Regions from separate parts of the Mus musculus genome. Here region 2 is linked to region 1. A link is a contact called in public promoter capture Hi-C data. All regions are on one chromosome and are shown on one strand. The core of a region is the stretch at or near the end of the contact, and the rest is flanking DNA. Distances in the headings are between cores, read along the strand shown.

Region 1 (4,555 bases), core at 1,395-3,894:
GCTGGTGTAAGGTTACACAGCCACCCTGGGAACGGAACAGAACGGAACACAATGGAGAAGACATTGACTTCCCCACGTGCTCCAATATTAGAGCATACTCCCTTTGGGCTTTTAAAAGTGACTTCAATAGTATCCAGGTTTATTTATAAAGCCAGAGCACATTATTCTCTGAGTATAATTAAGCACTTTTGAGAGCCCAAATAGGAAACAATTAGTCACTACTAAATGGTAATCTTAATAATTCCCGATAATTAAGAAGGAACTTCCTGTGGCACATCCTTGGGGGGAAACTGCTTTTGAAGCAGCCGGGGGATAATCTGTAAATTACAGGTGAGGTTACTTCGGAACCTTATTGTTGATTTGCAAGCAGGGTGGTTTGGAGTGAGCAGGCAGAAGCCAACCTCAACTTCATCACTGTCTGCTCATTCAGCTCAACACCTCCAACACCTCTATCCTGGTGACAGGTCCCCACATCTCCAGGGGCAGCCTCACTCTTAAGACCCTATTACATTTTCCTCAGAATCATGAAAGTATCTCTTAAGGAGACAGCATTATTAGCATTTTGCTTCCAGGATTGCCAAAGGACCCCCCAGGGAACAAGGGCATCTTTCTGTCATCGTGTATGTGTGCATGTTGATTTGAAAATGGTCCCTCAAGTCCTGATGGTAGGAACGTCACTACAAAAGATGTCTCCAAGTGAGGGGAGAAGCCCAGGCTCTAGAAACTGAAACCTTGGGTGAGGTCCTTGTCAGGTTTTCAGTTTGAATTGCCCCCAAATATTGTGTTTTGAACATTTCTCCTCTGTCCAGGGTACCATTTTGGGAGATGTTGGGATTGTGTTGGTAGGTCCTAAAATGGGACACTAAAGGTTTGGCATCTGAAGGACATACCTGGCTAAGCTCTGAGGGCCTCTAGGTACCTCATTAGCATGGAGAATTCTGTTCTGAGCTTACAAGATCACAAGTCACATTTCCTTATGTGGGGGGTGTGACACGTGTTCCAGGACAGGAATCTTGCAGGGAGCATGGAGTCGCCTAAGTCTCAGGTGTGTGCCCACCGAATCTCCGGGTCTCAACCTGCTCTACCTTACCAAGCTTCCTGGCACACAAGTTTTACTGTCCCACATGCATTCAGTATTGAATTATAAATATGTTACAACATCAAATCCTTCCCTTACCCCACTCCCATTGAAGAGGGTTAGCAAGTCTGTGAACTCCAGGAATAAAGTGTGAATGCTGACCATGTGCTCTCAGGCAAGTCCCTGAAGCTCTACTGCCTTAGCGTCCTGATTTATAGGGACTGAAGAGATGGTTCAGTGATTAGGAACATCGGTTGTTTTTCCACAGGTCCTGAGTCCAGTTCCCAGAACCTACATGGTGGCTCACAACCATCTATAACTGTAGCCCCAGGGGATCTTATGTCCCTTTCTCATACATATTTAGAAGAATACTCATACACATAAAATAAATAAATCTTAAAAAATGTAATGAATAAAAGCTTTTTTTTCCTTATAAAGTGGGACCATAGTAGGCACAACTGGGAACACAGTAGGTAGGTAGAACTGAGCAGCCATTGCCAAGCATTAAGCTTTAAGGCGGTAAAATGCATGCACCAATATGTGTTCATTATTACCTTTCCAGTGGGAGAAAAGAATCTCAGAGACTTTAGGTACAAATGTGAATAAAGACCCTGTCTAAAGGCAGGACTGAAGAGAAACACAACTGCTAGAAATTCCATGAAAAGGAAGCGTGTACAGAGAAAGGAGGGAAGGAGAAGGAACGGAATATAAGCAAAATTAACCATCTCCTCATCTCTGAATATGTGCTTAATCATATTACCATCAAGAAGATAAATTCAACAGAATAAATAGTGATAGAATTTCTGGGAGGACAAGAAAGGGGCAGGGAAGAAATAACCAACAACATACCCCATGTTCCTACCACCATGAATTTCCTGCCAAGAGATGCACCCTCAAACCATGAAGCAAGATAATTCTTCCCCCATTAAATTGCTTTCATCAGATATTTGGTCACAGCACTGAGCAAAATAATCATTGCGGAGAAGAACACAGATTAAAGCAAGAATGTATACAAAGCCTGCTTGCTCTGAGCACACAACTACCTTTGGGACAGTACGCATAGTTTGGGGGATTAAGTGGCACAACATATTTAAAGTCCTCGCCATTGTGCTTGGCATTGTTCTTAAATACCAACTATTACTACCACCATTTTGCTGTTGGTCTTTCAAGTTTGCATCCAAATAGTAAGCAATGATTTCACAGAGCCAATCTGGGAAGACTCCTTCCTTCTATCACCGCAGGGTCCAAAGACTTTTCCAAAGAAAATACAGTAAATCAAGGTTCCCAGTTCACATGGTGACATGACTCTGAGCCATAGTGTCCTTGGGTGAGAAATGATGACAGGACACCAGATGATGCTCAGGGATTGCAGGGAGGTTACATGACATAAAACATTGGGTTCCAGTGTGGGAACAGTGTCATTGCTGTCCTTAATTCTCAAAGCTGTGCCCCCAGCATCCAGCTGTGCTTTGAAATGTTGAAAGAGAAGGGCCTGGATAGACACGTGAGCCCGAGATTCTTTGAGGCTTTCTGCTGCCCGTGAAAGCAAAAATTAGCATCCTAAATCCCTCAGGTTATAGACACCATGAGGGCATGCTGCCTCCCTGTGGAATTTCACAGACACAGTTCTGAGGCCTCCAGGTCTTCCAGCCCGGAATTTCAATGCCAAACCAGTCTTGGGACAATTCCCTGGGCTTCATAATTGTTTCCTCCACATATGATATTCAAATGACATTGATTGCCTCTCTGTGTTGCCCTATTGAGTACAGCCCACCTGCCCTGCCCCCCTCTTGGTGTTAAAGTTTCCCTGTGCTCTTTGCACTGATTGGCTGCATTGGGTGGTTGGTGGGACAGTGGATTTTGAAGGTAAGTAAAATGGGGAAGGAAAAATCTATTGTCTCCTCTGAAGATCAGGGGTAAGATAAGGATGATAAATAGTTAGTTGCGGGTAGTCCTACCATGTAACAGAATTAGTTTCAGATCCCACTTTGAAACCAGTCATTCTTATTTCCCAGGTAGCAACATGCTCACCTATTCAATAAAGATGATGTTTGACCACTGAGAATTAAGAGGTTATGATTTTGCTATCCACTCACTCTCAAACCGACAATAGCAGCTTCGAGCAGCTATCTCCTCCTCGGGTTTCCTGTCTGCTGTGATGTGAAACTTGTCTCATGCTCCGACATTCCCTCTCTGCCTTCTACTGAAGGAGTAGGTGTATGGAAGACTTCATAGTCCATCCCGATGAAGTTTATAAGGACAGGAAAATGTGTGACTTGGCATAGTGAAGGTTGAAGAAGGCAGAAAGAATTCTCTCTTATTCACAGGACAAGCAAGCAAATCTGCCTAGACTTTATAATTTACTAGACATCCACCCAAATGTGTATTTGCCACTGGGAAGTCCCTCCCAGAACCATGGCTGCATAACCCAGCCTTGCCCACTGCTTACTTCTTGGGTCCATTTGTGGTTTTAGATCACAATCCCTCACGTTAAATTAACATAGCAGCCTCTTCATTCCTATATGCTAAATGTCTCTGTTTTAGAAGTCACAGAGCCAAGGACCTTCGTTTTCTGATGTGACAAAGCAGGTACACTGTCGAGGATATCCCAGCTGCTTTTGTTTTGTTTTTGTGTGTTTGTTTGTTGTAGTGTTGGAGCTTGAACCCCGACCCTTGCATTTGCTGAGTGAGCACTCTGCCACAGAGCTCTAATCTGTTTCCAGTTTTTTTTTTGTTTTTTTTTTGTTTTTTTTAACCTGCAGCCTCACTTTGTAGCCCAGTATGGGCTAGAACTTAATAAGTAGACCTCAAAGGAAATCACACCAATGCCCCTCCCTCTGCTTCCCAAATGCTGGGATTATAGACATGAACGATCACACGGCTTCCATCTGCTCTTTAAAATGAGCTAAATCTGAAGTATGGTGTCTGGATCCACACTCCCCTTGCTCTCTACAATGACAGCATTTTCACTTGTATACTAGAAGATCCCCACCCATTTCAAGCCACCCAACCCAGCCTCTCTTGTCCATATTAGACATGCTGTGGTAAGTTTATCCCTTCCCCTGCAGCGGCATCCTGCCTAGTTCACAGTATGAGTAATGGCCAACTTAATAAGGACTTTTCTTGTGCAGGTGACAGACCCCTGACAGGAATAGCTTAAGAGACTGGGCTCACCATTTGAGAGTATAGTGTGTCATGGGAAGTAAGGCATCGGTGTTGATGGGGTGGGAGTGGCGTTGGCTACAGGAGCAAAGGCATGACATAGACACTGCTCACCCACATCTCCATGGGCTTCACTTCCTCCAAAATTTTCTATATCCTCCCCAAATGGTGTCACAAGCTGGCGATCGAGTATTCAAACACAGGAGCTCACAAAATGTGTGTCACATTTAAACCACTACAGTGTATAGATTTTCCCCCAATCAGAGCCTGGGATAGGGACTTGGCTGAAGGCTGAGACCAACATCTGTGTTGACC
Region 2 (4,371 bases), core at 339-2,838, 750 kb before region 1:
AGAGTAAAGCAGAGACTTGATCTTGTATTTTTTCTTCTTCTTTCTTTTCAAAACCAAGAGTTCTTTTTTTTTATTGTGTTGCTATGACATTTGTGTGTGTTTGAGTTCAGGTGTGCATGGATGTGCATATGTGTGCATACAGGAGTGTGCTGTACATGTGTGCCTGTGTCTTGGTGGAGATCTACCTTGGAAGTCTTCTTAGTTCTCTTCTTCTGTTGCTCTCCATCTTGCTTTTTGAGGGAGGGACTCTGACTTTTTTCCCCACCTACTTTTTCTATGATGCTAGCTGGCCAGCAAGCCCCACGGACTGTCCACCTCCCAAGTCCTGAAATTACAAATATATACCACCATACTTGGCTTTTATACATGGCTCTGGAGATGGAACTAAGTCCTCACTACAGACTGAGCTCTCCCAAGTGCCATTTTTTAAATATATATATTTGCACGTTGTCTAGCTGAAATTACCAAATGTAACTAAAAGTTCCCCAGCTTGCAGCCAGCAAGCTGCCTTTAGCATACAAATGTATTTGTTTGTCTGCCCAGAGTTTAATTTAAAAATATATAAACAGTTGCCAACATTTCAAATTCAGAAAATTCTGTATAATAATTTAAGTTCTGTCTCCTGAGGAAACAAAGAATCCTATAGCGTTGGCCTGCAGAGTTCCCCTTGGCTGAATGAGGAGTCAGTTGCTTCTATCTCTTTTCATGTCCCCCTGACAGGAAGCAAGAGTCAGTCTTGAGCTACTTGTTGTTGATGGATTTGGAGGGTAGGGTTGCTGGCATCTTATTTTGTCACTTTCTGGTTTTGAGGCTCCTATACTTGGTTCTTTTCCAGCTTAAAAAAATAACTTGGTCCCTGTGATCAAGAAAGTACTTCGGGATAATGCTAATAGGTTGTCGTTGCCTTTGTATGAGTCTTTGGGACCTGAATGTACACACACATTCCCAGAGACACCCTGGACTCACCACAATTCAGTTCTGGGTATTTCCCATTCAGAGTAGCTGGCTGCTGTCCCCACCCCCAGTGTGGCTGCAGCTCTGTGTCTTTTCTATTGCACAAGGGCCAGAAGGCAACTTTGAACTAGTGCCTCACATAATGATGTGGTCAGGGGACCAGCATTCCTCTTTATCTTTTCATAGGAAAGACACCCCAAGTGATTGAGAAAGTGGCTCAATGGTTCATGTCATTCCCCAAATGTGGGTCCTTTCCCCTTCACTAGCTTTTAATCTCGGCAGCCTCAGGACTGTGTGATGGATGCTTACATTCCCAGATCGAATGTTCCACGAGGCACATTACCAGCCAGCAAGGGATGCGTGTTAGTGAGAAAGAAGGCAGCTTCACTTCCAGCACACTCCTGCAAATCTGAAAGCAGAGGTGTCTACCTTGGCATTAGTAACAAGGCTATGTAGGCAGCCCAAGCACAGTGGCTTCTCCAGCCTTCTCTTGCTCTGTTGGCTGTTCCCGGAGCCTGCTTTCCTCCGTGGCCCTGCAAGTGAGTGAAGGGGAGGTGATGGATGTGCTGGGATCAGATGGAGAGGTGGAGCCATCTGCCCCAACTCCCAAGTTATTTTTGGCGCAGTAGCTGCAGCTTTGGTTTGCGCCTTTTAACAGTTCATTTAACTGAGGAGGAAGGAGTAGATGCTGAGCTGGCGGGGACCCGGGGTTGGGGAAGGTTTGTTCCCTCTTTTCTGACTGTGCTCTTCACACACTCTTTCTCAAAGGCACTTATTCATTTATTTATTCCCCAAATCTTCCGTTGTCCTTACTTTTTCCATCAAAGGATTTTTCTCTCTTGTGGATGGCTACGGAGTCAGGTCTTGCCAGCATTGAGTTCAGGATATTTACCACCCACTACTGCTTACTCATGTTATTTTGAATGATCAAGACACAGTGTCTTCTGGGTTATTCTTGTTGCATTTGAGCGATGTCCAAAAATCCTGGGTTTTCTTCCCAAATCTCCAACACCACAAGTAGTCCCTGTGAATAGCTTTGCTACAGTCTTCTTCTTCTTCTTCTTCTTCTTCTTCTTCTTCTTCTTCTTCTTCTTCTTCTTCTTCTTCTTTTCTTCTTCTTTTCTTCTTCTTTTCTTCTTCTTCTTCTTCTTCTTCTTCTTCTTCTTCTTCTTCTTCTTCTTCTTCTTCTTCTTCTTCTTCTTCTTCTTCTTCTTCTTCTTCTTCTCCTTCACCTTTAAACATTGTTTGACAATTTTCTTTCCTTCAATATATTGTGGGAGGAGGAGTGGGTGGGTGGAGTCTTTCATTCTTGAGTTGCATTAAAATTCGTCTTTATTCTCCAACTTTCGCTTTTCTTCCCTACCCTTTTCTCCACCCTTGCACTCTGTGCTCTGTCCCTTTAAAACCATAACCCTGGAATGAGGTTTAAAATAGAGATGTAGGGAAGATAATGCAGCATTGGTCTGTTGCAGACATGGAAGAGGACTCTGGGAGAAGAGAGTGTTCAGTGGCACGGGTGATAGATGGGAGGGGGAGCCCTGAGACTTAGGGCTTCTGTCAATCACACTGAAGTAATTATGATACCACATGGAAACATGCAACTCTGCAAGCTAACTAAAAAGAAAGAACTGATTTTCCCGAAGAGACAGAAGTCCCCTTTGCACCATGTGAGTCAGCTTCTCTTCTTGGCTCCTGGGGAGTCACATGACTTCAGCCCACACTGCTTGTTGCCTTCCTTTTCAACAATGCAGTTGGATCCCTACAGAGAGATTCGCTTCACTGTTTTCCTGGGTTCATGACACAACTGTATGTTAATCTCTCTCCCAGCTACCTTCTGTTTACATTGTCTTAATGACATTTCCCCTTAAAACCTAAATAGCAAGAACAATAAAGAAAAGGGCTTTCAATTTGAAAGAGCAAATGCATATCTAGATAGAAAGTAAAAAAACAAACAAACAAAAAAAAACCAACAAAAAACTTGCTTAGAAGTTATTTGTTGCTATGATAGTCATGGACTATGGAAAGATATATTTAAAAAAGTCAGCGCTGGAAAAAGAAAACACTAATAAAAAGAGCTCCTAAGAGCAGAGTGATATTACCACAAAGGAAAAAGTATGCCTTAATCAATTCACACACACACACACACACACACACACACACACACACACACACACACACACACACACACACACCATTACCCAGGTCACTTTCTCAGGTGTAATTTCATCCATTCAGCTCAAATGTAGCCTTAGGGCCCTGCTCAGCTCATGTCCCTGAGCAGGAAAAGACATCACAGTTTGTAGATCTGGACCAGGAAGGAGAGATGAAATCTCTGTGGTTACAGGTACTTACATTTTTATTTGTGAAGGTCAGTGGTCTGTAGATGATGAGTCACTTTCCATGAGGGCTCAAAGGCACTTTTTTCCCATTATTATTAGTTATGTTATTTATTTACAATGTAAATGTTATCCCTCTTCCAGGTTCCACCTCTATGAGCCCCCAACCCCATATCCCTTCCCTTTGCCTCTGAGAGGGTGCTCCCCCACCCTCATCCACTCTACCTCACCCCTCTAGGGTACCCCTTCTCTGGGTCATCAAGCTTCCACAGGACCAAGCACATCCCCTCCCACTGAGGCCAGACAAGGCAGTCCTCCGCTAACATATATATCGAGGGCCATGGACAAGCCCGTGTATGCTCCAAAGGTACTTTTAATGTACCTGTTCCGTCCATTGGAAGCTCTGGAAGGAAGCTGTTGTGTGGTTGACCAGTGAGAGGCCCATGGCTTTGACTATCTCAAGTCAGGAAGAGCAGAGCCACAGGGTTCAAATGTGAACACCAATGCTGGCAAGGACAGTATGACCCAAGGGAGACACAAGGATTCCCCTATGTTCACTTTCCAATAAACTATCAATAACAAAGCATCCGTAGGATGACTGAGCATCAAGGAAGTTGATGGCTCTCAGAATGGATGGTGGGAAAAATCATCCTGTACCTGGATGGGTACCATGGATGAGGAAAGTGGGCCAGGGACATGATGCTGACACACCGTGAGCCTGCTTGAGACAAAGAGGAGTAGTTTTGCTTTTCTCTACAGGCAGCTGTTCCTTTCAGCTCTACTCAGTATATTTTTGCCCCAGTAGGGGGAAAAAAAAAAAAAACCCTCAGACCTGGGATTGCCAGATTTTCCGGGAAGCTGGAAATCCGGGCTTTTATGTGAAACCTCCCAATTTTTACTTTTTGGCAATTAATTCAAACTTAAAGCATGGCGAAAGCCAAAGAAAACACATCTGCAGCCACACAGGCCCCAGGAGCCTCCCGCAGTGACCTCTGATGTATGCGAGCATGTTTGTAACAGAGCCTGCCTCATTATAGCTATTCCACAAATATTTGTCTCATCTTTTCCTTGTCATACCCAA

Evidence for each region. Promoter capture Hi-C pulls out the DNA fragments that hold promoters and counts their contacts.
Region 2: a contact with region 1 is called in a promoter capture Hi-C map of hippocampal neurons, with 4 times the contacts expected there. The contact joins two enhancer-like sites. A contact is called at or near these places in 1 of 39 promoter capture datasets (hippocampal neurons) and 2 of 484 Hi-C or Micro-C datasets (the N1E-115 cell line and embryonic fibroblasts).

What each region holds. Positions count from the first base shown.
Region 1 is chr6:97,759,625-97,764,179 of GRCm38.p6, reverse strand. No RefSeq gene overlaps it. Among named protein-coding and RNA genes, the nearest start is that of Gm24565, 31 kb to the right of the region's middle. Within about 2 kb of position 2,644, at least 5 of the 459 cell types and tissues checked have an H3K27ac peak or open chromatin away from gene starts, as enhancers often do. A contact at or near this core is called in hippocampal neurons, where this site is marked.
Region 2 is chr6:98,511,693-98,516,063 of GRCm38.p6, reverse strand. No RefSeq gene overlaps it. Among named protein-coding and RNA genes, the nearest start is that of Gm32783, 3.8 kb to the left of the region's middle. Within about 2 kb of position 1,588, at least 22 of the 459 cell types and tissues checked have an H3K27ac peak or open chromatin away from gene starts, as enhancers often do. A contact at or near this core is called in hippocampal neurons, where this site is marked.